Linked DNA regions of Gossypium hirsutum: region 2 is linked to region 1. The links are chromatin contacts, called in public Hi-C maps. All regions are on one chromosome and are shown on one strand. Each heading gives the region's core, a stretch centred on a gene start, on an enhancer-like site or on the middle of the called end of the contact. The rest is flanking DNA. Distances are from core to core; before and after follow the strand shown.

Region 1 (5,826 bases), core at 1,018-3,517:
TTCTGTTTCATGGCCATTTATAGGGCAAGAGATGTTGTAACCCAATCCTCGCCTGGTGCATTCCGAGTTAGTTAGTAATCTCTGCTTGTAAGCAAGCTAAAGAAAAAAAAACGAACTCTTTGAGGTCCTTGATATTTACAAGTATTCTTCCAATGGATATATTTGGGATTCCAAGAATCTTGTTTTAATGACCAGAATGTGCTAAGAACAAAAAAGGAACCTGAAGTCGAGGAAGCCCAAATCACCCCATCCAAGCCTGAATCAGGATGTGGAGGAGGAATACTTACTATTCGTTGAATCACCTTGTCAGATAGTCACACACGAAATAGATCAAGATTCCAAGTTCCATCAGATGTAACCAAATCACTAAGGATGCAATCCAAATCTAAATTTGCACGAATATGAATATGCGAAATTAAGGGGCCAATTCTCGGGACCCAAGAATCCTTCCAGCATCGAGTATTGTTACCACTACCCACTGACCAAGCTAAGTTCTCACATAAAAAGGGCCATACCTTAGAAAGAGACCTCCATAAGTGTGGACATCGGCTTCTGGTAATGGGATTCGAAAGTTGTTCCTTTACCCCATATTTCGTACGAAGAACTCGTACCCATAAGGCATTATCCTATTAAATATCAAATACTATTTATATAATAAATTTATATTAGACATATTGGCACTAATTACAATATATAAAAATTGAGCAAGTATTTGAATTTATTCAAATTATCAATTGATGTCTTAATTCAAATACGTATCCTTCATATCTTACATTTTTCTAATATAACCACATCCATTTTCATTTATTTATGGTCTAAACATAGCTTTATTCTAAGTCCAAAAACAAACATAACCCTATTCAAGTCATTGTATTCTTTTACCACGTCGGCCTCTCACAACCATCATAATAAAAAGTATATTTATAAAAGTATATATATGATATAAAAATTAATTATTACATAAATTTATATAAATAATTTTAGTAGGAAGTTCAATTTAAAATTAGGGGAAGATGATTATATAGATTTACAAATATATATATTAAACTTTCACATACTTTTTTTTAAATAATACTTTCACATGCTTATAATTTATCGATAATTTTTATTGTATGAAATATTTTAATACATAAACTTAGATTTATAGTTAAAACCTTATTGCTAATTTTTATTGTATGAAATATTTTATTACATAAACTTAAATCCTTAGTTAAAACCTTAAAATATAGAAAATAATAAAATAGTTTCGAGCTCGATTGGCATAATTATTATTGTCAATATAAAAAAATTAGTTGAGAAAAACATTATCTGAAAGAAATATTATGAAAACTTATAATAAAATTATTTAAAAAAAAATAATATAGCAATGCTAACAAAAATAACCTTGCCTTTAATTTTTAATGAGAAGAATTTTTATGGAAGCTAGGCGTTACGATTTAACTGGTGAAAAAAAAAGGAATAGCACCATTCTAATCGATTTTTCCTATTTTATTTTTAAAAATATTCAATATTTTTAAGTGAAAATTAACTTATATTAATGTAAAATTAAATTAATTTTATCTTTTATACATTTTTTATATCGATTAATATTTATTCATAAAAATTATATGTGTAAAATTTGATAAAATTAAAAATATTTATTTTATATAAAAAACTTTAACGGTTAAATAAATATTAATATATAATATTTTAGATCGATATTATAAATATCTCAAATAAATTTAAAAATTTATATACATAATAAATAAATTAAATTCATAAATTTAATAGTTAAATATTTAAAATGTTAATTTTTCAAAAATTGAAATATAAAACTAAAATTTACATTGGATTAGAGGCGGCCCGGCCCGACGGCCTGTTCAAAATATGGGAGGGTTCGGGTAAAAATATAGGTCCGAAATATGGGTTTGGGCAAAAAACGAGGCGAGCCTGGCCTCGGGCACCACTTTTTTGGCCCGGGCTCGGCTCGGCCCGGCCTGAATATAATAAATATATATTTTTATTTTTTAATTTTAAAATACTTTTTTATTTTTTTATTTTTAAAATAAATATTTGGTGTTTATTAAAAAATAGGTCGGGCCGGGCCGGGCTCGGACTTACAAATTTTTCTCGAGCCGAGCTTAGACAAAATTTCAGGCCTATATTTTGGGCCGGACCCGGGCCTAAAACACGGGCTAAAATTTTTTCTGGGCCCAGCCCGAACCCGGCCCATGAGCACCTCTACGTTGGATGCATTTTTTATATATTAATTTTGTTTTCAATTAAAGTAGTAGTAGCAGTGAGATGGAAAATAGAGATGAGAAGCTATTCATTTTCTCGTAACTCTCCCCTTTTAGCTTAAAAAAGAATACCCCAAAATATATAAATCAAATTGGGATTATTTTTTTTTCTCTCTTTTCATTTTTGAAGATCTAGTTCTTCCTTTTCCGAGTAGATCTGTATCGGGTTCTTGGAACTAAGATGGAATTCTGAACTGGTAAGGCTCTTTTGGGTTTTAGTTAAAGTTCATTTTTTTCTTTTAGTTTTGCTTGAAAATAAACTTCGTTTTTCTTAATTTTTCTGAGTAGATCTGTATAAATCTCTCCTTTTTATTGGTTTCTTTGAACTTAGATGATTTTTGAACTGATTAATTTTGTTTGGTTGGTTTTAGTTTAAGTTCATTTATATTTTTACTTACAAGAAACTTTGTTTTAGATATATATGTGAAATGAATTGGTCGATCACTTGCAAGAAAAATATTTTTATTTTAACTTTCTCTTTTAGCTATTTAAAAAAAAATTATAAGAAAATTTAATACTGTTGACCACTGAAAGATTTGTTGCAAGATTTGATATTCTTTTAATAAAGCTTATATTGATTTCCTAATATTAGTGATAATAATCAACTTCCATTTTTCCTAAAATTGTTAGTGAAACACTATGTTTTATTCTGACAACTATGTCTGAAAGTGTAGGAAAATATGTTGTAATAATTTTATCTTCTTCCGAAGTTTTCTGTCTTGTTTTTTAAATCCGTAATTCCACGTTTAATTTCCACTATTGTTTTGGTTGACATGTTGTTGATAAACACTGACTTGACCTTTGCTTTTATTTTCTTTCAATCCCTAGCGGGTTTATCATTTTTTTCCTAATAATGTCTTCTGGAATATTTGATTCTAATGGTGTCCTTTTTTCATTTTTTTCTTTTTTAAACTTTCAGTTGGATTCTTATCAAATGAAAGTATGTGCTGTGGATCGGAGCGATTAAACTCGAAGCTGACTCCAAGAACATCGAATTCTTCTTTCGAAGATAACAGACTTCCTCGTGTGGATATGAATCACTTGACTGTAGCAACTGAAGATACTTTTGCAAGTCTGCTTGAGCTTGCTGCTAATAATGATGTCGAGGGCTTTAAACGATCGATGGAACATGATCCTTCTGGTGTTGATGAGGTTGGATTGTGGTATGGTCGTCAGAAAGGCTCGAAACAGATGGTTAATGAGGAGAGAACTCCATTGATGGTTGCTTCTATGTATGGTAGCATCGATGTTATTAAGCTGATTCTTTCGTCTTCGGATGCTGATGTTAACCGACTGTGTGGCCGTGACAAAAGCACTGCCCTTCATTGTGCTGCATCTGGTGGGGCTGATAATGTTATCGATGTTGTGAAGCTGCTTTTAGCGGCTGGTGCTGATGTAAATACGGTTGACGCAAATGGTCATCTTCCTGTTGATGTTATTGTTGTTCCTCCAAAGCTTGGAGCTGTGAAATCAACTCTTGAAGAACTCCTTGCAATCGAGGGTTCTGGTTTTGATTGGAATTCACAGTTGGCAGCCGTTGCAAATTCCGACTCCTTCCCTCTATTGCCTTTGAAGGAAAATGGGTCATTGTCATCTGGTTCAGATTCCCCGATGAAGTCAAAGCCAATTGATGCTCCAATTTCTTCAGCATCAGAGAAGAAAGAATATCCGATTGATCCATCTCTTCCGGACATCAAGAATAGCATCTATTCAACTGATGAATTTCGGATGTATTCATTCAAGGTGCGGCCTTGCTCACGTGCCTACTCCCATGATTGGACCGAGTGCCCATTTGTTCACCCTGGGGAGAACGCTCGGAGAAGGGATCCTAGGAAGTTCCATTACAGTTGTGTTCCTTGCCCTGATTTTCGCAAGGGGACTTGTAGGCGCGGAGATATGTGCGAATATGCTCATGGTGTTTTCGAATGCTGGCTACACCCTGCTCAGTATCGGACCAGGTTGTGCAAGGATGGTACTAGTTGTGCTAGGAGAGTTTGCTTCTTTGCTCATACAGCTGATGAACTTCGTCCTCTGTATGTCTCCACTGGTTCTGCTGTTCCTTCTCCTCGATTGAGTACTTCTGGTGCTACAGCTATGGATTTTGCTGCCGCCATGAGTGTCTTGCCTGGATCACCTTCATCTGTATCTGTTATGTCTCCCTCACCATTCACTCCACCCATGTCTCCCTCCATGAATGGCATGTCTCATTCTAATGTTGGCTGGCCACAGCCTAATGTTCCAGCCCTCCATCTTCTGGGAAGCAACCTTCAATCCAGTCGCCTGCGATCTTCTCTTAATGCTAGAGACATTCAAGCTGAAGACTTTAACTTGCTGTCTGATTTTGATGTGCAGCAACTTCGGCTGATGAATGAATTACCCAGACTTACTCAGCCTTCAATGAGTTCAAGTTCTTTTAACCGATCTGGTCGAATGAAGACCCTGACCCCATCAAACCTAGATGACCTCTTTTCTGCTGAGAGCTCATCTCCACGATACTCTGATCAAGCGATGGCTGCTGCTGTTTTCTCTCCGACCCATAAATCTGCCGTTCTTAATCAATTTCAGCAACAGCAAAACATGCTATCACCTATAAATACAAATTTTTCTCCTAAAAGTATCGAGCATCCTCTCTTGCAGGCTTCTCTATCTGGTAGGATGTCCCCTCGAAATGTCGAACCTATCTCACCAATGAGCTCTCGGGTCTCAATGTTAGCTCAACGGGAGAAGCAGCAACAATTTCGTAGCCTAAGCTCTAGGGAGCTTGGCTCTGGCTCGGCTGCCATTGTTGGTTCCCCGGTTAATTCATGGTCAAAATGGGGATCCTCTAATGGGAAGCCAGACTGGGCTGTCAATGCCGATGGGTTGGACAAGCATCGCAGGTCTTCCTCGTTTGAGCTTGGTAACGGGGATGAGCCCGATTTATCATGGATTCAATCCCTTGTAAAAGAATCTCCCACTGAGATCAAAGAGAAAATAGCAGCACCAGTCTCGGGTGAGGTTTCTAGTGTGAATGCAGATCCGGTCGATAATGCAGTGTTGGGTGCTTGGCTGGAGCAAATGCAGCTCGATCAACTCGTGGCTCAGCAAAACTGAAATCGTTTCGCTGAGCCATCCTGAGGTAGAGATAAGAAAAAAACGTTTTGGTAAATAACATCCGTAATTTTTTTTTTGGATTTTCAGATTTTGGGATTCTGTTAGTGATTTGGATGTTGAAGGAAACTAAAGAGGAACACAAAGGTGAAGCCAAGGTCAATTTGACAATGGAAACTTCAATTTTCACCATTTATTGTTATTATTACAACAAAAGAGTTAGAACAGGTTGAGGATAATCTCCCTCTTTATGTTTTAAACGAATTATGACCAGTTTTAGGTGCTCTTATTTTTTTTCCCTTAAAATATTTCTAAATTAGATTTCCGTTACTGCCATTTCAAAATTTATGATCCTTTGATGATGATGATGATGATGTAACATTCAACTACAATTTATTGCTTAATTCCTATTCCATATAGCTTCATTGTTACATAAAATTCTTTTTTCGTTTCTCTT
Region 2 (5,913 bases), core at 2,733-5,232, 610 kb after region 1:
TGAATATATATCATAATTTTATTTCAACTTTAATAGTCAGGTTTCTACATTAATTCTTCCATTTTTATATTTATAATATTAGAAAATATTTAGTACATTATTAGTAGAGTTTTTAGACTCCACAAATAGGATCGAGGGGGTTGACAAGTGTCTTATAGAGGTATAGTAAAATATTGAAAATATAAATATTTTTTAAAAAAAGACACATGATAATTTTTTAAGGCTGCTTGTAGAATAAAAAAAATACACTGTTAGTGTATCAAATACTAACTCTTAGAATATAGATAGATGATTAAAGTAAAATCCAAATTTCTTATTAATAACAAAATAAAATTTCAACTATTTATAAATTTGGTTATTATTTGATATATTAGCGGCGGAGTTTTTTAACTTTACAAGCAGGCTTAAAAAATTATCAGGTGTTTTTAATTGATATTTTAAAATTAATAGTATTTGGTACACTAGCAATGCATTTTTTTCCACAAGCAATATCAAAAAATTGTCATGTGTCTTTTTTCTTAAATATTTATTTTTTTAATATTTTACTGTATCCCTATAGTACATTTGTCAACCCCTTGACTCTACTCGTGGAGTCTAAAAACTGCACTGACAGTGTACCAAATATTTTTCCTTTTAAAATGTAAAAATCAAATGAACACGTAACAGTTTTTTAAATTCGCTTGTGAAATTAAAAAACTTCTCAATAATTTTTATTTGCATGCATTTTATTACAGAATTTATGGTACTCAAGATTTAAATGCAACCATTTGCATTATTCAAGATTTAAACGTATTGGTTTTTTTTTTTTTTGGAATCCAAATGGTACTTTTTGTTCCATTCAAATCATCGTGCTCTTTTATGTTATATTTTAATTAATTTTTTATGGTATAATATCCAATGTGAGAATTTGGTTTTTAGGTTTACTAAAATAAAATAAAAATTTTCATCGTAGATATATTCAAAATTTATTGCGTAATATATATTTTGCCTTCTTAATGCTAAATTTGTCTGTTTTGTACTTAGTACCTAATTTTTTTAAGACCAAGTTGATATATAAATTTATATTCTATCACATTTCGATACTTTGCATTAACACCGTTAATTTGTATTAACGTGATGATGACAACTAATTAGATGGTAGCAAAAATAAAAAATTATAAAAATATTTTTACATATGAAATGAAATTAAACAAATAGTTGTTCGGATTCATTTTAAACATACATTCTTAATAATTTTATGTATTTTTAAATTTTTATAAGATGTCATGATTGTTATTTTAAAATTAAATAATATATAAAATCTAATAAACTTTAAAAATTTATAAATTTATAAATTTATAAAATTAAAATAAAATTAAAACCATTTAAATTAAAGATAAATTTCTTATTATCTAAAAAATACTAAGAATACTATTTATCTTTCTGGTTTGTAAATGATCTTAATTTAAATGGCATTATCTTTAATTAAAATTATCTTATTCCAATGGCCTTAATTTTTATATTTGTTTGCAAATTTATATACTTCTAAATTATTTTAAATGTTAATCATCTTAAATTTTTATAATCTTTTATGAATTTATATGCTTTTAAAGATTTTTTTTAGATTTATATATTTTTAATTTTCGAATACTAATAATATTATGAAAATTAATATTATATAGAACTACTAAAAACTTGATTGGAATGAATATGGACAATGATTTTTGAAGTTGATTTAAATCTAGATAATATTTTGTCCAAATCCGTTCCAACGTGAAATAATATTTATAACTTTTTTAATAATTTTAAAAATATATTTTTTATTTTTATATATGTTTTATTTCCAAATAAGAATACAAAAATTTGATATAGTTATAAAAATTAAAAATATGTAAAAATACTAAAAATACATATTTAGAATGAACTTGGACAATGATTGTCCAAATTAAGATGAAAGCATTTCATACTTTTTAAAAGTATTAAATAATTTAAAATATTTTTAGATTTTTAGTTTTTTTTTTGCCACATGATATACTTAGAGGCTACCAAGTGTTACAGTTTGATTGGTTGTTAGTGTCACATCAATACAAATTAACCGTGTTAATGCGAAGGTATCAAAGTGTTTGACGAAATACAAGTCCGGGTACTAATTAAATCCAAAAAAAAAAAATACCAACTAGATACAAATGGACAAGTTCAAAGGGCAAAGTATATATAGTGACCCAAACTTATTTTTCCAAAATATAATTTTTTATGATTACTTCTTTGTTTTTATAGAATAGAATGTGCAAAATCTATTGTCCAGTAAATCATTTTTTTAATGATGAAAAGACATTAACCTAAACTCGGCATCTATAGGTATCGTGGTATTGCTTGTAGTTGGGTTCTTAGATTGCCACCATCTATCCTTTGTAAGTGCATTGGACTCCTTGAACCTTTTTTGGCAAATCATGGGCTGCTGTAACAACTAGAATGCTTTCAGTTTTCTTTTATTAATAAGTTGTAAGATGAGTGGTTTTCTTTAAAGTTGAGGTTCAACTTGTTATAAACTATAGTTTTTATTAGGTGCTACAGTGTTTCCAACCTTTTGGGAAATCGAAAAGATTATACATCTTTAAATATTTAGTAATTAGAGTTGTTCATAAGTTGAATCGAAGTTTAATTTTTTAAAAATTTTCATTTGCAAGCTCTAACATAAAAGCTAATTTCACTCCTCAAAATATTAATAAAAGAATTTTAAATAATATTTTTTTTATTTGAATCAAATTCACGACGATTTATCCAAATTCGACCAAATCGGGTCCAGCCTACCAGGCCAGCGGGCTGCTGGCCAGCTTTATTTTAAAGGTATATTATACTGAATTTCATCTCATATAATCTAGCTGAAGTTAAAAGAAAAAAGAAAAAGAAAGAACTTGTTTCGATACAAATTTGAAGTTAAAGTGTTTGGGTAACAAAAGAAGTGAAGACCCAACACAAAAGTTGAACAAAACGAATTCATATCATACGTTACCAATTAATATCAAATAAAAGATATAATCCAATATAATAAATTCAATATGCTATAAAAGAAATACAATACTCAATCCCTCAAATGTACGTAACTCAGTGCTTCAAAAGCGCAACAAGGGAAATAATAAGACAGAACATAACCGCAACACCGGAAACCACCGGCGAGAAAGCAGCTCCGGTATCCATTGACGGCGCAGGCGCCATTGCACTGTCCTGAGCTGACGCAGTGGTGGTGAGTGAGAGCACAACGGCAACAAACATGATCATAATGCCATTAGAGAAGCAAAGCTCTGCCATTTCTAAAAACTAACCGAGCAAATATAGAAATTTTGTAAGCAATTGAGATTTCAAGGTGTGGGGGTTTCTTATATATATAATAGGAATTTAGATTTTGGTAGATGAACTAAGAAATGAAGTGGAACCAGCTTGTTGAACAGCTCAAAATAGTGGGCGGTAGGTGTTTGATGGAATGGTTCAAAGAATGGACGGCGACCAGTCTGAAGCGACACGTTGCGAATCTTAGCTGTTGTTTCAAGGTTTGAAAAGGTTATTGTCGGTTTGCATGTTCACTTGTTAGAATATGAAACCTTAACCAACGCCATGTGCCGCGTGCGGCATTAGTACACCGTGTCAACTAGGCCTCCCTACTACTTTTCTTCTTTTTCATTTCTTATTGTAAGTTTTTAATCGCTTTTAATTTGATTAGTCAGATAAAAATACTTACAATTTTACTCATTATCGCTATAATAATCGAACATTTTAGTCATTCAACCGCTCTCACTAGCAATGTTTTATGTGGCATTACACTTCATGTCAATGTAAGTAATTTTACTCTAAATAGTCAATCCAAAACAAAGTAATTTTAGTTTAGAAAAAACCCAATGGATCGGATAAAATCCGGGTGGCCAGCCACTGCCGCCAGCTCCATTGGCTGCTGCTACAACTGCCGTGTCCATAGGCAGAGTAGTCGAGAAAGAGCAAAAGGAGCGAGGTGGCTGTAAAAAATAGGGCGAGGAATAGAGTCAACACTGATTCTTCTTTTGGGCTTATCTCCATCATCCTTTTGTTTAACCAATGGTTGCTTTCTCTTGTGTAGTAATCATCTGGTGAAACTTGTACTGCACAGCCAAGCCTCCTTGGCCCCATTGATAGCTTTGGCTCGCACATCATTAATAAAAAACAATCTGGCAATAACTTGTCTTAACCCTTACTCTCCTTTGACTCGTTTTTCGAGTTGGTTTCTTGGGTTTCTGGGTATGAAGTTCGGATCTTCCTTGGCTTGTCTCACCTTCTTCTTCCTCCTACACTGTTGAACCCTCTTCTTCATCTTCTTCAACTTCTATATGCCTTTCTCTTTCTTCCTCTACTTTTCCATTGACATTTTCCTTTTTACCTTCCATTTGTTGGTGCAGCTTTTCAATGTCAACTTCATTCTCAAGAAGAAATGTAACTTCAGTCAAAGTTTGAATTAGGGGTGAGTAATCGATCGAGTCGAGTCAAATCGAGTTAAAAAATTTCGAGTTAGTCAAATTGATGAATCTTATTTTAGCAATCAAACTCAATTTGAAAATTTTTCGAATCGAGTCGAATGAGTCAAAAAATTTCGATTTGAGTCGAGTTGAGTTAACAAATCTTATTATTTATACTCAATGTTGGATTTACATAGACAGATTATTTAACTAGTAGACGAAGTACAATATTATTTAACTACATAAACTGTAACACCCCAAATTCGACCTAGACGTTAAGGTCAGATTATGAAGGTTACAAAGTTCATAAAAACATTGTCGATTAACTTACGCAAAATCTTAATTTTATTTCCAGAGTAAAAAAATTATTTAATTTATCGAAACAAAAGTATTCAAAAGAACGTGTGTAAGCATTTAGACGAAAACCTTGTTTTATTAATTTTATAAAAACAATCACGAATGTTTAACCAATTGAGTTGTAAAATGTTGTAATTAACTTCAAAACCTCGTAGTGGAAAAATACTTTAAAAATTATTATCTCTTAAAATCATAATCAATTATGACGTCTTGGGTGTGTTTACGAGTTATGAATAATATGTCCGCAAAAAAAATATCAAAACCAAAATTTAACATTCCAAAACAAATTAAAATCCAGAAGATCGTAAAGTCTGAAATTTAAATCCAAAACAACTCATACCAAATTGTGTTAACCAAGCTCTAGAATCGCCGCCAAGTCCTAAGTCTGAGGTCACCTGAAATGTATTAAACAAACGTATAAAACAACAAGGGAACAAAGTCTCCACAACACAAATGAAACCAAAAATAGAAAAGAAAAAAAAAGTGGAGAGTGGAGGAATGGGACGACAAAAAGTGGGAGTGATTTTAGGGATTAATTATTATATTTAAAAAGAAACTATCCACCAACCCATATTCAATCCCACTAATTTTGATTAGTTATCTTTATCGGAATTTTTCTCAGAGTTTAAAACAAAAATAATTTCACTTTGCATACGCAAGAATTTAAACACAAGACCAAAGGAAAAGCTAACACCTTATCACTAAACCAGCAGACTCATTCTTGTTAAAACTTGCGCAGGAGTTAAATTTAAGCCAAATATGCAAAGATAAAGATAGGGACAAAAATAGCAAAAATTTCAAAAAAAAGAAAAGAAATTTGAACACGACCTCAAACACACATTCAAAGCACTTATCCATTGAAACATATCAATTCATTTTACAAAATTCCTTCAGCCTTAATTCAAAAACAAAACGTAACCACTATTGGTTTCACTAACTTAATTTCTTCTAACCCAATTTTTGAGATGTGATATAAACAATATAATTTACTTAATAATCACATGTAAAGAAAGATTTTAGGCATGCAAAATAACTATACATAACGGTGCAATACGATCATTGTGGCCATAATTCGAGTCAACTACATAAGCTATTA

What was found. A called contact is a pair of places that touch in the nucleus more often than the background predicts.
Region 2: a Hi-C map of callus shows a contact between it and region 1, with 4 times the contacts expected there. The contact joins the enhancer-like site here to the promoter of LOC107922180 in region 1. A contact is called at or near these places in 5 of 34 Hi-C or Micro-C datasets (anther, callus and leaf).

Annotation. Positions count from the first base shown.
Region 1 is chrD01:28,724,719-28,730,544 of Gossypium_hirsutum_v2.1, forward strand. It overlaps LOC107922180 (zinc finger CCCH domain-containing protein 30), which reads left to right and starts at 2,268. Exons shown (of 2, transcript XM_016852074.2): 1 at 2,268-2,476; 2 at 3,199-5,800. The coding sequence starts at 3,222. The coding sequence ends at 5,372.
Region 2 is chrD01:29,328,524-29,334,436 of Gossypium_hirsutum_v2.1, forward strand. No RefSeq gene overlaps it. Among protein-coding and RNA genes, the nearest start is that of LOC107922429, 18 kb to the right of the region's middle. Within about 2 kb of position 3,983, at least 5 of the 9 cell types and tissues checked have an H3K27ac peak or open chromatin away from gene starts, as enhancers often do.